Linked DNA regions of Sus scrofa: region 2 is linked to region 1. The links are chromatin contacts, called in public Hi-C maps. All regions are on one chromosome and are shown on one strand. Each heading gives the region's core, a stretch centred on a gene start, on an enhancer-like site or on the middle of the called end of the contact. The rest is flanking DNA. Distances are from core to core; before and after follow the strand shown. Region 1 overlaps MLXIPL (carbohydrate-responsive element-binding protein). Region 2 overlaps TMEM270 (Williams-Beuren syndrome chromosomal region 28 protein).

Region 1 (4,199 bases), core at 1,200-3,699:
TAGCGCTATCCCTCCCATCTACCTTGCGGAAACTCCCTTGGAGTCTCCCTGATAGGGTCCTGCTCGCTCCCCACATCCCTGAGGCCATTCTTTCCAGAGCTAGCCAGCTCTGACCATGAACAAGTGTTTTCTTGGAACTTCCAGTTCCTGCCTCTCTGTGGCTTCCACCCACGGAACCATGGAACACGGGCCTCCTCCCAGTGGAGCAGCCGTCTCTCTGTCCACAGAGTCCTGCTGAGGATGAAAACTGGCCAGACATCCACAGATGTCCTTTGGGTCCAGCTGGCCAGTTCCTCCCAGCACCTCTGGAGGTGCTCACTGACCCTTCCCTTGGCTTACTCTCTTGGGACACCCTGGCGTCCTCAATCCTCCCCCCTCCAAGGAACCCCTGTTAGGGGTCTTCAAGGGCTACCACATTATCCCAGGCTGAGCCTCTGTTTTTCCCTCTACCAAATGGGAGAATCCAAAGACTCTGCTGGTACTAAGCCACTTGCATCCCTGACGCTCAGGCCCCCACCCCAGGCAGGCCATAGAGATCGCGTACTCTGTGTTTAGGGAGAAAGCCCAGTTCTCTCTACCCCAGCTGCCACCGAGTGGGGTGCCATCAGCTTCCAGTCAGCCTCCTAGTGGAGTGAGCTCTGTCCCCTGCCTTGTCACCTCCCCAGAACCTCCCCTTTTGGTCACCCATGGTCTGGGATGGGGGGTGGGCATGAGCCAGCCCAGGGAGAGCAGTGTACAGTAGAAAGCAAGAAGCTTAAGTTGGGAGTGGGTGGGAAAAGGGGGAGATCTTGGGAGGGGTCTGGGGAGCGGGGGTGCCCACATCCGGTGTACCATGACCTCAGGTGCCCTGTCCCAGGAGGTCCCGTGATGTCCCAGGAAGGGAGGGAGGAAAGGGATGGGAATTTGAACTTTCCACACTGGACTGGTGCTCTGGATGATCAGATTGCAACATGACCTGGGCCTGGGGCCAGAGCGTGTGTGGGCCAAGGTTACAAAGCGTACAGCCAATGGGGTCGCGGCTGGGCACCGGGGTAGGGGGCGGGAAAAATTCCCCCGCAATCCCCACCTCAGCTCCCACTCCCAGGCAGAGCAGCAAGTGCCGGTCTGTAGCCAGCAGTTCTCAGAAGAGGAGGAGGAGCAGCAGAGGAAGAGGAATATTTGCACAGAGAAAAGATCAAGGCCGGGCCGATCCCCCTTTCTCCCCTACGGTTTTTCAGTTGATAATTGATCCTGGCCCCTCCGCTCTGGGGAACTTTGCTCCAGGGCAATGAGCCAGGACCCCGGTTCGCACCCTTCCCTGAGAAGCAGGTGTGGAGCTGGGGCTGGGCGCGGCCTGTGTGCTCTGCAACACGCCAAGCAGGGGTCCCAGGCAGCATTAGGCGCTCAGACTCCAGGGACGACCTAGGGAGGGGAGCCCAGGCCTCCCAGGGACCAGCCCCCCTGCAACCCTCAACACCCTCTGCTTGTCCACGGCTGGGAAACTTCGAGCTGAGCCTCCCTGGGTCCCAGCGGAGCACCCTCCAGCCACCCTTGACCTAGCAGGTCAAGAACAGGTGTCCCTGCATTTGGAGGGTGCAGGGTGGAGGAGATACTGGGTTTCTGTCACTGTGGCTATGAACTGGGACAGTAATGGGCATGAGGAGTACCAGGAGGGTGCAGGAATAGGGTGGGTCTGGGCCCGGGCTGCTGCAAGCAGTTGGGTGGAGTGGCCCCTGGAGTGGAGGGTGGGATGTTAGGACAGCCTAGGGTCCTGGGAGCGCAAGGGATGCCCTGGCATTTCTTTGGGGGCTGAGGGGTCGGGAGGTGGGAGGGAGGTCTGCAGCAGGCCTGCAGAAGTGGAGGTGGAGAGCAGGAGGTCCCAGCCCTAGGGAAGGAGTCATGGTGGGGAGGAATGGGACCCAGGAGGTGCAGCTGGGCTGGGTCGGAAAAAAACTCCAGGTTAAGGTGGAGGGAGGGTATCTAGGCTGTGGCCAGAGTCTCTGAGAGCAGCCGGGGACCAGGACTTGGGGCCAGGTGGGGGTGTCCGGGGCCCCAGCGCGCGGTCCCGCCGTGGAGGACCGAGGCCGTCGGCCCCGGAGCTGCCCTCACCTGTAGGCCAGGCTCATGCACTCGAAGAGGCGGGTGAGTGTGGGGTCGATGCTGCGCGGCCCGAAGTCAGCGAGCCCCAAGGGCCCCTCCTGGTCGCGCCGCCGAGTCAGGGAGTCGCTGTGCGGGGACGACACCATGAAGTGACCGCTGTGGATGACCTGCGAGCGAAGCAGGCCGCCCGCGCTGCGCCGGGTACTCGGGTCCTCTGAGTCTGTGTCCGAGTCTGAATCCGGGCTGGGGACGAGCCGCGGGCCCTGCAAGCCCGCAACCAGACCTGCCAGCGCCCCGGCCATGGCCATCGCCGCCGCCGCCTCGCCTGAGCTCGGTGCAGCTGCCCGCGCCGCCCCTGTGGCCAGACCGGCTCCATTAGCATAACCCCGCCCCTCCACCGGATAGGTCGCTCGACGAGGCGGAGCCTCGAGGCGCGCGGGTACCGACCGGGGTTCCTTCAATTAGCATAATCAACTTGCCAGGTGTGAGAGAGCGCCTGCCCGACCCGTGGGTCTGGGGTTTGTAAGAGGAGGAGGTCCCTACCATCCTTCCTGTCTTTCCTTCTGCTGCGACTACTTAGAGTCCTGATGGGCCCGCCCCTCCTTCACTCAAAAGAGGTCTCGAGAAGAGGCGTTCACACCTGGGCCTGAAAGCACCTTAGAGTGAGGGATTCCTGCTTCCAGGGGTGCTCTCCCTTAAGGCCCCTTATTACTTACTGCCCCCTGCCCTCTCTGATCTACCAGGTCACATTCACTCCCTCTCAGTCCTCCACACAGCTGGAAGCACCCATCTCTCTGAAGTCTTGTGTGGTCTGCCTCCCCCAGTGACTTTCCTTTTTTTGCTTTTTAAGGCCGCACTCGCGGCACATGGAAATTCCCAGGCTAGGGGTCGAATCGGAGCTACAGCTGCGGGTCTATGCCACAGCCACGCTGGAGCCAAGATGCATCTGCGACCTATACCACAGCTCATGGCAACACTGGATCCCTGACCCATGGAGCGAGGCCAGGGATGGAACCCACATCTCCGTGGATACTAGTCGGATTCTTTTCCATGGCGCCACAGGAGCAACTCCCCCAGTGACCATTATAATCATCACCGCACCTGCTCAGAGGGCAGGCCCCAGAGTGTAAATCCTGCCCGCTGCTGGGGTGGGTACCAGTGGTAATGGGTGACAGCTGGCAAGGCAGAGCCTTGGTTATCGTCCTCTGGACATTCCCCAGGCAGGCCATCTGCTCTGAGCCCCCTCCTCTCACTAACCCTGGGGGTCCAGCTTTGTGTTCCTGTTTCTGAAGGCCCATTTCTCATCCTGAGGAGACAAACTAGGCAGTTTGGTCTGGGGCATTCACACCGGTCACTTCCCTGGCACCTTTAAAAATCCTCAGAGGTGGGGTTATTGCCCCACATGAGAAGAGGCTCCAGAGTCCACAGGAGTGGAAACAGGCCTGGTTTCAACACCAGGACAGCCAAAAAGCCTGGTCTAGAAGAATTCCAGACTTCCTACCCACGGCTCTCTGGGTGGGAGGTGAGGGGGGTGGAGGCAGGCCAGGCTAGAGGCTAATGCTAGTTCCCTTGGCTTTGCAGAGGGTGTGGCCATGTCAAGTCACAGGAGGGGACGGGGTAGGAGGTGGTCAGCTGGGGACTGGAGGCTTAGAAAAGGTTCCTGCACACTTTCTTCAGGCCCATGGCAGGGTCACACAGCTCCCGAAATCAAAAGGCATGCCCTGAGGGCTCCTGGAACAATTGAGGTGCTGAAATGGTTACCCAGGCTGGTCACAGGCCAGCCCTTCCACCCACTATGTCCCTTGCACAGGTTCCCTCTGTCCCTGACAAACAGCGATCTCACGCTCCCAGGAGCCCCAACTGCCCTGCTCCACTGGCGCCCTACTGCTCTCTGCAGGGGGTGCACTCTCCCTGTCCATCTCTGCCTAATTCTGGGGTTGCTCCGGTGCCCACCTCAGCCTGCTTCCTCTGGAGGGAGGGCCATCCCTATGTGGCCCTTTCAGGGTTTATGGCACAGCCTTATGTGCCTGTCTGACTTCTCCCCTGGCCTGCGAGCCCTGAGGCAGAACTGTTCTTACAGTATCTGAACCCCCACGGTGGGTACCCAGGGACTTGGGGAA
Region 2 (4,199 bases), core at 1,187-3,686, 160 kb after region 1:
CCAGGGACCTGCAGCGGGCGAACGTCTCAGGATGACGCGTATTTGTTGTCGCAGGCTCAGAAAAAACAAAAATTAACGCCCGCCCGGAAAACTTTCCATCAATTTTCGCAGCGCGCTCAGGTGCGTCGGCCCCCGCGCCCCTGGTGTCTGCTGCCCCCAGGCGGTGGCGCCGCGATCCGGCACGCGCATCGGGGAGCCCCTGGGGCTGGGAGGAAGTTGAAGGCAGGCTTCCTAACTCTTTCGCCGCGGGTCCAGGACTGGGGAGGAGAATCCCTGCAGAGGGGCCAAAACTGGGGAATGGTGCCCTCTGGCGTTAGGCAAGGCGGCGGCGGCGGATAACCAACCGGGTTATCGCACCTGGTCCTTCTTGTGGGCGGGGTGCATTGGCCGAGTCTACATAGCGCATGGATGGCCTTGAACCTATGTGTTGAGTAGGAATGAGAGAGGAGTAGAGGGTTTCTTACTGAGGGACCCAGGTTGGGGGTTCTTCTGCGGCAGCTCCTGCTGCCCTTATGTACAGCCTGACAGGGATCTCAGGCCTTTCTCAATCACTTATTAATTCAACAAATATTTAGGCAGCTCCTGCTATGCACCATGCACTGTTCCAGGCACGGGGCACAGTAGCGAACAAGATTCACAGTGGTCCTGACCTTCAGCCCACCTCTGAAGGTCAGGAAGGAAGGAGATGGGATGACTCTGGGGGTTCTGGCCCCTGGGCCTGCACTGCATGGCTTGGGCTGCTATTCCCTGAGCTAGGTTGGGGGAGCCCCTGGGTTGATTTCACTTTCCAGGGAGGCCTCGCCTGTTACCAGATTTCCAGCACTCTGCGTGTCCCTCCATTCTGCGGTCTGGCAGCCACAGAGCCAGAGAGGCCTCTAGCTTAGGGGACCAAGAAGAGCACACTGGTGAATCAGAGCCGAGCCTGGGACCTGGGCCTAATGGAGCTTGAGAGGTACCCTGAGGGTCAGCCCTGCAGGGGAAGGGGGCAGTGTGCCATTTCTAGCTCCCACCTGTTTTGTTTTGTTTTCTTTTTAGGGCTGCACCTGCAGCATATGGAAGTTCCCAGGCTAGGGGGTGAATCGCAGCTGCAGCTGCCCACCAACGCCACGGGATCCCTTAACCCACTGAGCAAGGCCAGAGGTGGAACCTGCATCTTCATCTTCATGGATGGTAGTTGGGTTCTTAACCTGCTGAGCCACAACAGGAATGCTTAAAAAAAAATAAAATAAAATAGATGCTTGCTGGTGACCTTAAAAAAATTGTTTATTCCAGTTGATTTACAATGTTCTCAGACTGATTGGTTTAAAACTGCCCTCCTGAGAGTCTGAAATTGCAATTAAGTTAGGTATTAAGTCTTGGTGGGGCTTAGCGCAGGTGACTCCATTTGGGGCCTGTTGTTCCTTTTTAGCAATTCTCCCCCTTTGATCAAACTCTCAACTGAGAGATGTGATCAGAACTGAAGACACGACTACCCCTCACTTTGCTGCTCTGTAGTTCTCACAGCATTTGTTGATGCTGCTTTTTTGCTTTTTTGCTGAGTCGGTGTGGTATTCACAGGTCACACCTCCAGGCACACAGTTTTTTTTTTACTGGATCATTTGCTTTGTTCCGTTTTTGAAGTCCAGCCTCAGGGAGATTTGCTGGGTGATTAGTGGCTGTGAACAAGCATTTAAAGCTTTTGAGAAAATGCAATGCACCAGGCATACAATTATAACTATAAGCAGGACAATTTTCACTGTCAAACATGTGTCCTCAGAAGCCGTGGGTCCCCAGGATCCAAACTAATCAAAATCCAATTAAGTCAAAGAGACCCCATTGGAGGAGTCACCTTTCCAAGCCAAATGCTTTGCTCAGTGACCTTATGAAACTGAGTTTCGGCTTCCCCAGAAGTGTTCACTCCCGGTGCATGCAGCAGGTGGGGTTGGCCACAGACCTGCTCAGCCACAAGATAATCCTGTTATCAAGAACAACTTTGGCCAGAGTCTAAGGAGCTTTCCTGAGTAGCTAGTGTCTTAGCAACGGAATCTACAGTGTTTCGAGAGGTTTCTGATCAAATTCGCATTTGTATTTACTTCTAAGCCACGGGTCAGTCAGGTTTTTAGTGCATATGGCGTGAGAATCTGTTCTAAATTCCAGAGCTTCTTTCCTCAGCAATGGCCTGAGAGACAGAGCTGAAGGCATCATCTTTCCAGACCTAGGCCAGAGGAAAGGAAAGAAAGGGAAGAAGAAAGAGTTTCATGTTTAGTTAAAGTAGAAAATCTTGATCCCGTGTTTTGACGTCTGCTCTTCTTTTCCGAGACAGTTGGATTGGATGTCTCCAGTGTTTGCACAGGACCTACCAATTTTTGCAGCTTTTTGGCGTCTGAGGTCCCTGTTAGCCTTTATGGACCCAGTCCGGCTCAAGTTGGACTCAGTCCGACTCCAGCTGGTAACCACCAACAATCCCCATGGAACTTTGGACTGGGGAAAAGCATGGAACCAGCAGACCTCAGCAAATGAAGACAGCAGACTGCTTCCAAACAAATGGGAAACTACAGTGGCCATAGCAGTTGCCAAGGTGGAATTTGGGGGAGGATTCCTGACAAATGGGAAACTGCAGACGAAACCACCAGCAGTTTCCCAACATGGAATCTGGGGAGAGAATCAAGGGCTGGGATTTCTAAACAAATGGGGGAACAGACTGGAAAGCCAATTAGACCGGGAGCTTGATGCAAAGAGAGCAGGGCCCACAACCACAAGGAACTTACCCTGGGGCTCAGAAATGAACAGAAAGACTGAACCCAAAAAGGGGTTCGAGGTACCATACCTGTTTTTCCCATTGTCCCTGAAAACCATCAGAATTTCACTCTGGGTCCTACCACAGCCACCACATCTGTTAAAAACCCCAATTCAACTGCGTATGTTTGGAGATCTGATTTACTTTATTCAACCACTGATCACAGTCAGCCTCCCGGCCAGCAAGGAGAAAGGTGCCCCGAGGAGCTGTACAAAGAGGCAGGCTTTCCTAGGCAGAAGGAGGGTGGGACAAAGAAATGAAGAGGCTGGGTTATTTCAGGTCACCTGCCCTTAAAGGAAGGCAGGGGTCTTAGATTACTTTGCAAGTGCTGACCAGGAAATTCCTGGTGGATTGGCTTAAAATCCTATGCCCAAGAGGCTGAAATTACAATTAGGTTAAATATGAAGTCCAGGTGGAGCTTAGCACAAGTGACTCCATTGTGGGCCTGTTGTTTCCTTTTAAGAGGGGCCGTGGTGGGGGGCAAGCCAAAGAGGAGAGAGAGGATGGAAAACAAATTGCAAATTCTGGTTTCAGCCTCCGCCATCCCACTCCCAGCAATCGGATTTTTCCCCAAACCTGCTCCTCCTCCATCCCCCACCTCTGTGGGCAGCACCTCCACCCACCCTTGGCTCAAGACTTCTGAGGTGTATCCCTGACTTCTGCCTCACCTCACCTTTCTTCCTTCACTCCTCTGTTGGGAAACAATTCCCCACAGGTGTCCTGAGTTTATTCACAGGACTTGATGGCTCTTCATTTTGGGTGATCTTTCTAGGATCCAGTTATACTTGGAAGGTATAACTTCTCCTCGTGCAAAGCACAGGCATGGTCCAGCATGATAACGTCTCTCTCGGGAGCAGAGGCAGGCTTGCTTACTGCCCATCAGAAAAGATTTGGGTTCCCTAAGCTCAGGGTTTCTCTTCCACAATATACCCACTTCGGGTACAGGTACCCTCTGCCCCTTTTTATGTCACCCTGTGGGATCTGGGACTCAAAAGACCAATGCAAAATACTTATACCCTAGTTTACTGCTAGTGCTGTAATGCATTGTCCATCATCTCTGACCCAGGAGTCTTGCGCCTTCTACCAGCATCCAAGATGCTCTTACAGGCTGACTGGTTAGCTTGCAAGGAGGGTACCATCTTGGACCTCTCACCACCTTTTTTTTTGGCCACGCCCACAGCATGCAGATGTTCCTGGGCCAGGGATCTAACCCTCGCCACAGCAGTGACAGTGCTGGATCCTTAACCTGCTGCACCACAAGGGAACTCCCCTTTCATCATTTGTGATGGCTTCTAACCCTTCCGTTCCATCGTCTACACATCTCTGGCATCTGTCCACTTCAGCCCCATCACCTTGTGTCTAGAAGGTTAATTGTTGTGAGTTCCTATCCAATCTCCCCCTTGCTCCCCAAGACCCCTTCTCT

The links. Hi-C and Micro-C count contacts between places; a contact is called where the count stands out from the background.
Region 2: a Hi-C map of liver shows a contact between it and region 1, with 1.8 times the contacts expected there. The contact joins two enhancer-like sites. A contact is called at or near these places in 5 of 47 Hi-C or Micro-C datasets (embryonic fibroblasts, liver, mesenchymal stem cells and 1 more).

Annotation. Positions count from the first base shown.
Region 1 is chr3:10,914,307-10,918,505 of Sscrofa11.1, forward strand. All of the region lies in intron 1 of MLXIPL (carbohydrate-responsive element-binding protein), which reads right to left. Among named protein-coding and RNA genes, the nearest start is that of MLXIPL, 18 kb to the right of the region's middle. Within about 2 kb of position 2,450, at least 45 of the 83 cell types and tissues checked have an H3K27ac peak or open chromatin away from gene starts, as enhancers often do. A contact at or near this core is called in liver, where this site is marked.
Region 2 is chr3:11,070,500-11,074,698 of Sscrofa11.1, forward strand. The region is part of intron 2 of TMEM270 (Williams-Beuren syndrome chromosomal region 28 protein); the gene reads left to right. Among named protein-coding and RNA genes, the nearest start is that of TMEM270, 13 kb to the left of the region's middle. Within about 2 kb of position 2,437, at least 5 of the 83 cell types and tissues checked have an H3K27ac peak or open chromatin away from gene starts, as enhancers often do. A contact at or near this core is called in liver, where this site is marked.